Linked DNA regions of Zea mays: region 2 is linked to region 1. Evidence: chromatin contacts called from public Hi-C data. All regions are on one chromosome and are shown on one strand. The core of a region is the stretch at or near the end of the contact, and the rest is flanking DNA. Distances in the headings are between cores, read along the strand shown.

Region 1 (3,519 bases), core at 923-3,422:
AAGATACGAATGTAGATCTCTCTTGATGTGCTGCCTATGGAACAGAGTAGACTCATCATTCTTCATTTTACTTCACCAAATCCAGAGAATAAGGTTTGGAGAAGGTAAGGAAAACTAGTTGCAGCATACGCATCTAATTTTATCTTAATAGAATAAATAAGAATCTCACAAAGTAATGAAGTGATTAACCAGAAATCAATTCTTTTGTCATTTATGCAGAGTTACATTGCTTTGTAAATCAGAAGGTATATTCATTGAGTAGTATGAACGCTGCGGCTTACTATGGAAACTAAAGGCATACAAAAGACAGATTCAATGAAAAATGAATTGATCACAAGTGTATCTTGCGGGGGGGGGGGGGGGGGGTAAAAGCAAGAAATGAACAAAGAATATGCTAATGCCTCACAGAACTTATAAGAGATGATATAATAGCTTCAGGCAGGAAAACATTACCTGCAATGCATATGTAAGACGGATGTTTTCTTCGATAATATCCTGTCTGTAGGACAAAGCTTTCGATGCAGCATCAACCAGATCTTGCTGCTGCTGATCAAATGCCTGCCCCACAAAAAAAGGAAAAAAATAAACACTTAAATCATAGTGCCATGACTCTAAGGTAGTAGTTTTTTTTTACAAACTCCAAGGTAGTACTTGATGCGTCATAAATAAAATGTTTACCATGCGCATATATGCAATGCGTTTTTCCAGGACATGTTTCTCATTAAGTATTTGGGCCTCCTGTTAAAATACACACGAGTGAAACACTACAGATTGAAGAAAGAACATTACAGGAAAAAGATTGTTAGTGTGTAGTCACCTTGACAGAGTAGTCAGAAAGATGCCTTCTCAGCTGTGCAATCTCCTCCCCTTGTTCTTTGACCTTAACAAGGAGATCCTGTGGAAGGAAATAAGCAGCTCAGCAAGAAGAGTGAATCAATCGATCAAAAAGTATGGCAACAGACACACGAAGCAAACAGTTGATACCTGCTTCCAGATGACGACGTTTGAGTTGAGGTCTGAAACAGGCAGTGCGCCTTGTCCGGATAAGTTGAGCCTAGAATCATAGTCTGTTTCTTTGTGGTGCCTGCAAGGAAAGGCTCAATGAAGGTAAGGAAACAGGGTAGTATGATATTAACAGAGGCTGGATTTGGAATGTGCTACTTGGTACCTAGTTGGTGAAAGGGATCGCGAAGACGGGGTAGATAGCTGAGATGGGAAAGCGCTATCGGGAGCGCTCGGTGATTTACGGGGAATTCCATTAGCCTGGTTGGCCTCAAGGTACTTGTGGTTGATGCCGGCATCCCCAGCTCCCCATTCGAAGGCCTCTGCTGCTGTAGCGGTAGTCCTGATGGGAGCAGTGGAGGAGGTGTCTGTGTGGGCACCAAGAGCGCGATCCTGATGGATACGGATCCCATGAGAGGAAGCTTGGTCTGTGGCTTCTGACCTCTGGTTAGGTCGGAGATGAGACGTACAGCACATTAGTTTCTATAGGCAAATGGAATGGCATGATAGAGCAAAAAGGAAATGATGAGTTGTGCTGTGCTGCACTAGTTAAGAGTATATGATTTGTTTGGATCGGGAAGGGGCGTCGAAATCGAATGTGCTTACAATTCTGTGGAGCTCCCGCGTCTTGAGCATCAGCTCGTCCTTCAACCGGCTGTTCTCCTCCAGCTGAAGAGAGATACAGGAGTGATGGGTCGCTTGTTCTAGTTGCAGCCGATTCCCTCAAATTGGCAGAGGCAGAGGCAGGAAGAGATTGGTACTGATACCTGCTGGCGGATGGTGGCCTCCGCGTCCTCCACGGCGCGCATCACCTGGAACAGGTTGTTGTTGCTGCTCTCCAGCGCAGCCGCGGCGGCGGTAGGAGACTCGGATACGGCGACCGCGGCGAGGCGGCGGCCGAGGTCGTCAGGATCGGCCATGGAGGATGCGAGGAAGGATAGGACGCGAAACCCTACGGCACTGCGCTACAGTAGACTCTGGAGGGAGCGGAGAGGGAAGGGGAGGGGAAACGGCTGCCCGGCCACAGCCCACAGGGTCTCTCTCCGCTGGACGGGGAGTGGGACGGACAGGGCAGGAGAGAGACTGAGAGAGACGGAGCAGCGAGGGAGAAGGACGCCGCCACATGACATGAGAGTGAGCCGCCCTTGATGAGTGTGAGGGACCGGACCGGACCGTTTGGATCTGGAGGCATTTTTTTTTTTGGTTGCAATGTTTGATTTAGGAATATTAAATACAATTTGATTAAAAAGCTAATTACATTAATAAATATTAAACGTTAAATCTAATTAGTGTATGATTCTCTAATGCTACAGTAAACAATTACTAATTAGTAGATTAATTGAGTTAAATAAATTTGTCTCGTATTTATTTAATTTGTGATTTTACTTTATGTAATATTTATAATTGGTACTCTAATGTTTAATGTGAAACCAACTAAAGGCGTATTTGGTTTATAGGTACTTTTTTTTAGTTCATTTTAGATCTATTTGGTTTCTTTAGTCACCTAACTAAGTTTAGTCACTAAATTATCTCATTTTGTTTCAGTGACTAAACCTAACTAAAGAATATTAATTGGTGCGAATAATAATTGTATTAACCCTATTAATTAGTGGTTGCTTGTTTTGTACCAAAAAAGATGAGAGGACAAATAAGGTAAAAATCATACTTTAATCCCTTTAGGATGTGTTTAGTTTGAGGTCAAAGTACGACCACGCCACCAAACCACCGCTTCGGTGTTCACCTCGATTTTTACATCGCTCCCTCGATTTTTTGGGACCACGCCACCACCAAAATTTGCTCCGGTGTTCACTAAAAGGATCACGATGCCCAAGAGGGGGTGAATTGGGCTTTTCTAGAATTCTAACAAAAGTTAAACCCTAAGAATGAGCCCAAATTCACCCAAACTACTAGCAACAAGTAAATACTACTAGATAGACAACAACACTAAGTCATTACTACAAATACTAACTAAGCAATTGCACAAAGTAAAATGCTCAAAGTAAATGTGAAATGTAAAGTAAGGGCAAGAAGACTCCTCCAATTTTTTGTCGAGATATCAAAGAGTCGGCACTCTTCTGTCACACCCGGTTTTGGAAGGCAAACCGAATGCGAACCATGTATGTGCCAGGATCAGAAACTCACGTACATAGCGATTACATAATTGGACATCATCACACATTGCTCAAAGTAAATAGTGGAAAGGTACTTTTATTACAATAAGATGTCTAAGACATCCACAGAGTCTAATACATAGCATAGTCATTAATATCATCAAAGTGCGGAAATACGAAACGTAGTAGATAAGGACTATACAGGCAGCTGACTGGGGGTTTGCCACTAAGAAAAACTAGAACTCGTCGTAGTCCTGAAACTCCTCAAAGTCCTCCATGTTGCCAGCATCTCCTCCTGAGCACTGAATACAGTGAGGACAACCTGGGGTGGGGGTGGTTTGTAAAGCAAGTGTGAGTACACATCAACGTACTCAGCAAATGTCCCGTTTGGCTAAAGTGGACTAGC
Region 2 (3,670 bases), core at 1,046-3,545, 720 kb before region 1:
ACATAGAGGAACAAAAGCACATGATGGGTCCCAGAGTTCACACAAAACCAGGTGGTTCAAGGCGATGAAGAGCTCATATTAGATATATGCATGGATGAATCAACATTAGCAGAATTTAATATCGTGGGGGACTAGCTTTTTACTACATACTTACAATTGAATGAGGACAATGTAGCATCCCCTGGTGTATCATCACCAGTACCCTCCATCTTTCTTTGTGATTTGTGACCGCATTGCTCCACATCCAAATCTTCATTTTCATACTCGTCATTCTTCTCATTCCTTTTATAACCTCTTCTATGCTGACGTGGGCAGGCATCACGAATTTTCTCCTTCTCAATACAACTTTTTTGAATATCATGCTCAAGATCAAGGCGATCAGCACTGGTGTCCCAATCAGCAGTTGATGGAAAATCTCTCCCCCTCTGGAGATATAGAGAAGATAAGAACATAGCATCTTGAAGTTTAAAGGTAAATGCAGGAACAAATCACTTTGTCCACAAAAGTAACAAATATTTGATTTGAATAACTCAAAGTATGTAAAAGTTTGAACAACAATTTGCCAACCTATTTAACAGTTCAGTATACAAAAAAAGTAGCATCAATAGATTCACATTCAAAGGAAATTTAAGATTATCGTAGTGTTATCGCAGTTGTGCAGCCTGTCCTAAAAAAAACTAAAAAGGATATGGCCTACATTGTTGGAGGGGGGTATAAAATATAGCAATTGAAGAAGCATTTGGAATTCAACACGGGTGATGCTATAATTTGTTGATTCAGCTGGACTGTCTGAGCTCTCGTGACAGACTGCATTATAGCATTATTGTCATCATGCCTAACTTTAGAGGTAGTGCCTGAGCCTGCCGAGGAGGCATGGGTAAAAAGGATATGTCCTACATTGTTGGAGGGGACTGGGGAGTATAAAATATAGCAATTGAAGAAACATTTGGAATTGAACACGGGTGATTCTATAATTTGTTGATTCACCTGGACTGTCTGAGATTTGGAATTGAACACGGGTGATTCTATAATTTGTTGATTCACCTGGACTGTCTGAGCTCTCGTGACAGAATGCATTATAGCATTATTGTCATCATGCCTAACTTTAGTAGTAGTGCCTGCCTGCGGAGGAGGCATGGGCGTATCAGGCAAAAAATGACTGAACTCCTCGAGTAAATCTGGATGGCCATGTAACAGTGCGGTGACCTGCGGGTAGGAGAGAAAAGGTCATTCAAAGCAACACACAAGAGAATTACGCATTGGCAATGGCATATGCACAAAGGACATGTGGAGAGAAGGCATGGTACTGGTACCTCGTTGTAAACATCTTGGATGGGCTTGTTATGCATGCGGTACTTATTGAGGATCCCCAGGAATGACTTGTAGACATGTTCCTCCTGCTGGAATCGGCTCTGGGAGAAAGATAGGTAAGGTAATTAGAAGGAAGGAAAGATGCGTGATTGAGGCAATAGGGAGGGAGATAGCATACCTTAATCCTGTTGACAAGGCTGATGGCCCTGGGATAATCGACGGGCTTCTTGTCCTCGCGGAGGTCCAGAGGCCTGATGGCATGCTCCTTGGGCAGGAAGGCGTTGAATCCGAGGATTAGGTCCGGGTAGCCGTGGAAGATGGTCTTGACACGGGCGATCACGCCGGTGCTGTCGAGCCTGTCGCTCTTGAAATCACGCATGACCTGGATGAACTGCTCGTACGTGTGGCGCTTTTCCTGGAACTTGTCCTTGACGGCCTTGAGATAGGCGAGGGCGTCTCTGGTGGTGAGGCTCCCGCTCCCACTCCCGTTCCCTTGCGCCGGGGGAGGGGGTGACGGCGGCGGGCGACGAGCCATGTGGAAGGAAGCTGAGGGGAGCCGCCCGCCCAAGGAAGGAATCGAAGAATGAAGAATTGGATCGGATCGCAAGGGACCTTGCCGTTCCTAATCCTTGATCGTCTTCGTCCACCGGCGCGGCGGCACCGGCTTCTCGCAGGTCGCAGCCGACGAAGCGACGCCAAGACGTGGGGGATACGATGGAATCTAACAGATGGCGGAGAGATTTGTGCCCTTCAGTCTCGTCTCGCCAGCCGTCGAGTCTCTCAAACCAGCACACCACAGCAGACGGAGATGGAGATGATGGATCACGTATTCACGCCCGCCCTAGGGAGGGGAGAAGCAGAAGCCGCGGCGGTAGCAAACACGAAAACAGCGCTAGAGACTGGAAGTGAAGTCACGCCACGTCTTGTACAGTTGTACTGTGCAGGTGGGTCAGGCGGCCGTCAGGGTTCCTTACTGTCCCTATCACATCAGATATTTTAGATGTTAGTTATAAATATTAAGTATAATCTAATTATAAAACTAATTATATAAATAAGAATAAAATAATAAGAAGATTTATTAAATCTAATTAATTTAGAGATATATAATCTTATTTAATATCTCATTGCGAAGAGGTTGTCTCTACACGACTCTTCATACATAATGTCTTTTAACAATATTTATGATATAACTATTTTTGAAGACATCAATTGTATGATGGAGTTTATTAGATGTCTTTGGTATAGAGAAAGCCGATCAGAAGGCTTTAGGTTGTACATGTGAAAGTCGCCTAGAGGGGGTGAATAGGTGAAACCTGAGAATTATAAATGTCGCACCTGACTGGACTGACTCAGATTGCTAAGACAACCCTTGACGACAGAAAAGTCTTCGTGGTAGACTTATCTACGGAATTGGTGGAGAAACATCTCCAGATAGAGCAGATGGGCACCCGCACTCGCGAGCTCGAGGAGCAAGTGGAGGTCTGGGATGACACCATCGAAGTCCTAGAGAACCAGCTCCACGACTTGCAAGTCGAGCTAGATGAGACCAATGATGTGATATCCTGGCCTAGTGGATGGTGATATCCTGGCCTAAGGCTTAATAGAATTAATATAGTATACATACCAACAAGGTGCATTTTCTTTTTCGTAATCCTATCTCGAAAGATCTTCTAGGTTAAGCGTGCTTGGCCTAGAGTAATCTTGGGATGGGTGACTGGCCGGGAAGTCTTCTCGGGTGTGCATGAGTGAGGGCAAAGTGTACACAAAAGACTCGTGCTGCCAAGAGTAAGTACTGCCGGTCCGGGAGTGGACGGGACGTTACAAATGCCGACCTGGAGATGCATCATTAGGAGATGCAATAGGCATGGAGGTGGATGAAGACAACGAGGCGAAGGACCCCGAGGAGATCGAGCTGGCATCTAGCCTGGACACCGCTCACTCTGGAGGACCCCTTCACTTGAATTTAGTGCAGCCTTTGTTGCTCATTGATCGGTTGGGTTAGCAGTAGAAGTGTTAGGAAGTTATACTCCTCATAGCTTAGCTTTTGCACCTCATGATGTACTAGACTAGAGAGTTGAGTCCTTCTGACTGGATGTAACCCATGGGAACTTCTTTTGTGAAATGAAAATTGGATGGTTTCAAGTTTCAAAGTTATGGTTCAAATTCACCATGTTTAGTACCAAGTCATGAAATATGAGATAAATTGGAAACTTAAGGTTTTACTGCATACTCATTATTTGTTAAGTTACATTTCACAAGTATGGATCATGAGTATAACAACAGGGATTACTGAATTTTAGATGGCAGAAACAGCACGCGGTGGACAGAACAAGCAGGTTCCTCCGTCGCTAGCACATCC

The links. Hi-C and Micro-C count contacts between places; a contact is called where the count stands out from the background.
Region 2: a contact with region 1 is called in a Hi-C map of endosperm, with 4 times the contacts expected there. The contact joins the promoter of LOC103629312 here to the promoter of LOC103629308 in region 1. A contact is called at or near these places in 2 of 25 Hi-C or Micro-C datasets (ear and endosperm).

What each region holds. Positions count from the first base shown.
Region 1 is chr6:53,559,055-53,562,573 of Zm-B73-REFERENCE-NAM-5.0, reverse strand. It overlaps LOC103629308, which reads right to left and starts at 2,172. Exons shown (of 21, transcript XM_008650468.3): 1 at 1,770-2,172; 2 at 1,609-1,671; 3 at 1,169-1,446; 4 at 985-1,084; 5 at 818-895; 6 at 679-738; 7 at 454-558; 8 at 1-34. The coding sequence starts at 1,922.
Region 2 is chr6:54,274,376-54,278,045 of Zm-B73-REFERENCE-NAM-5.0, reverse strand. It overlaps LOC103629312 (paired amphipathic helix protein Sin3-like 4), which reads right to left and starts at 2,295. Exons shown (of 20, transcript XM_020540235.3): 1 at 1,490-2,295; 2 at 1,314-1,412; 3 at 988-1,206; 4 at 155-425. The coding sequence starts at 1,846.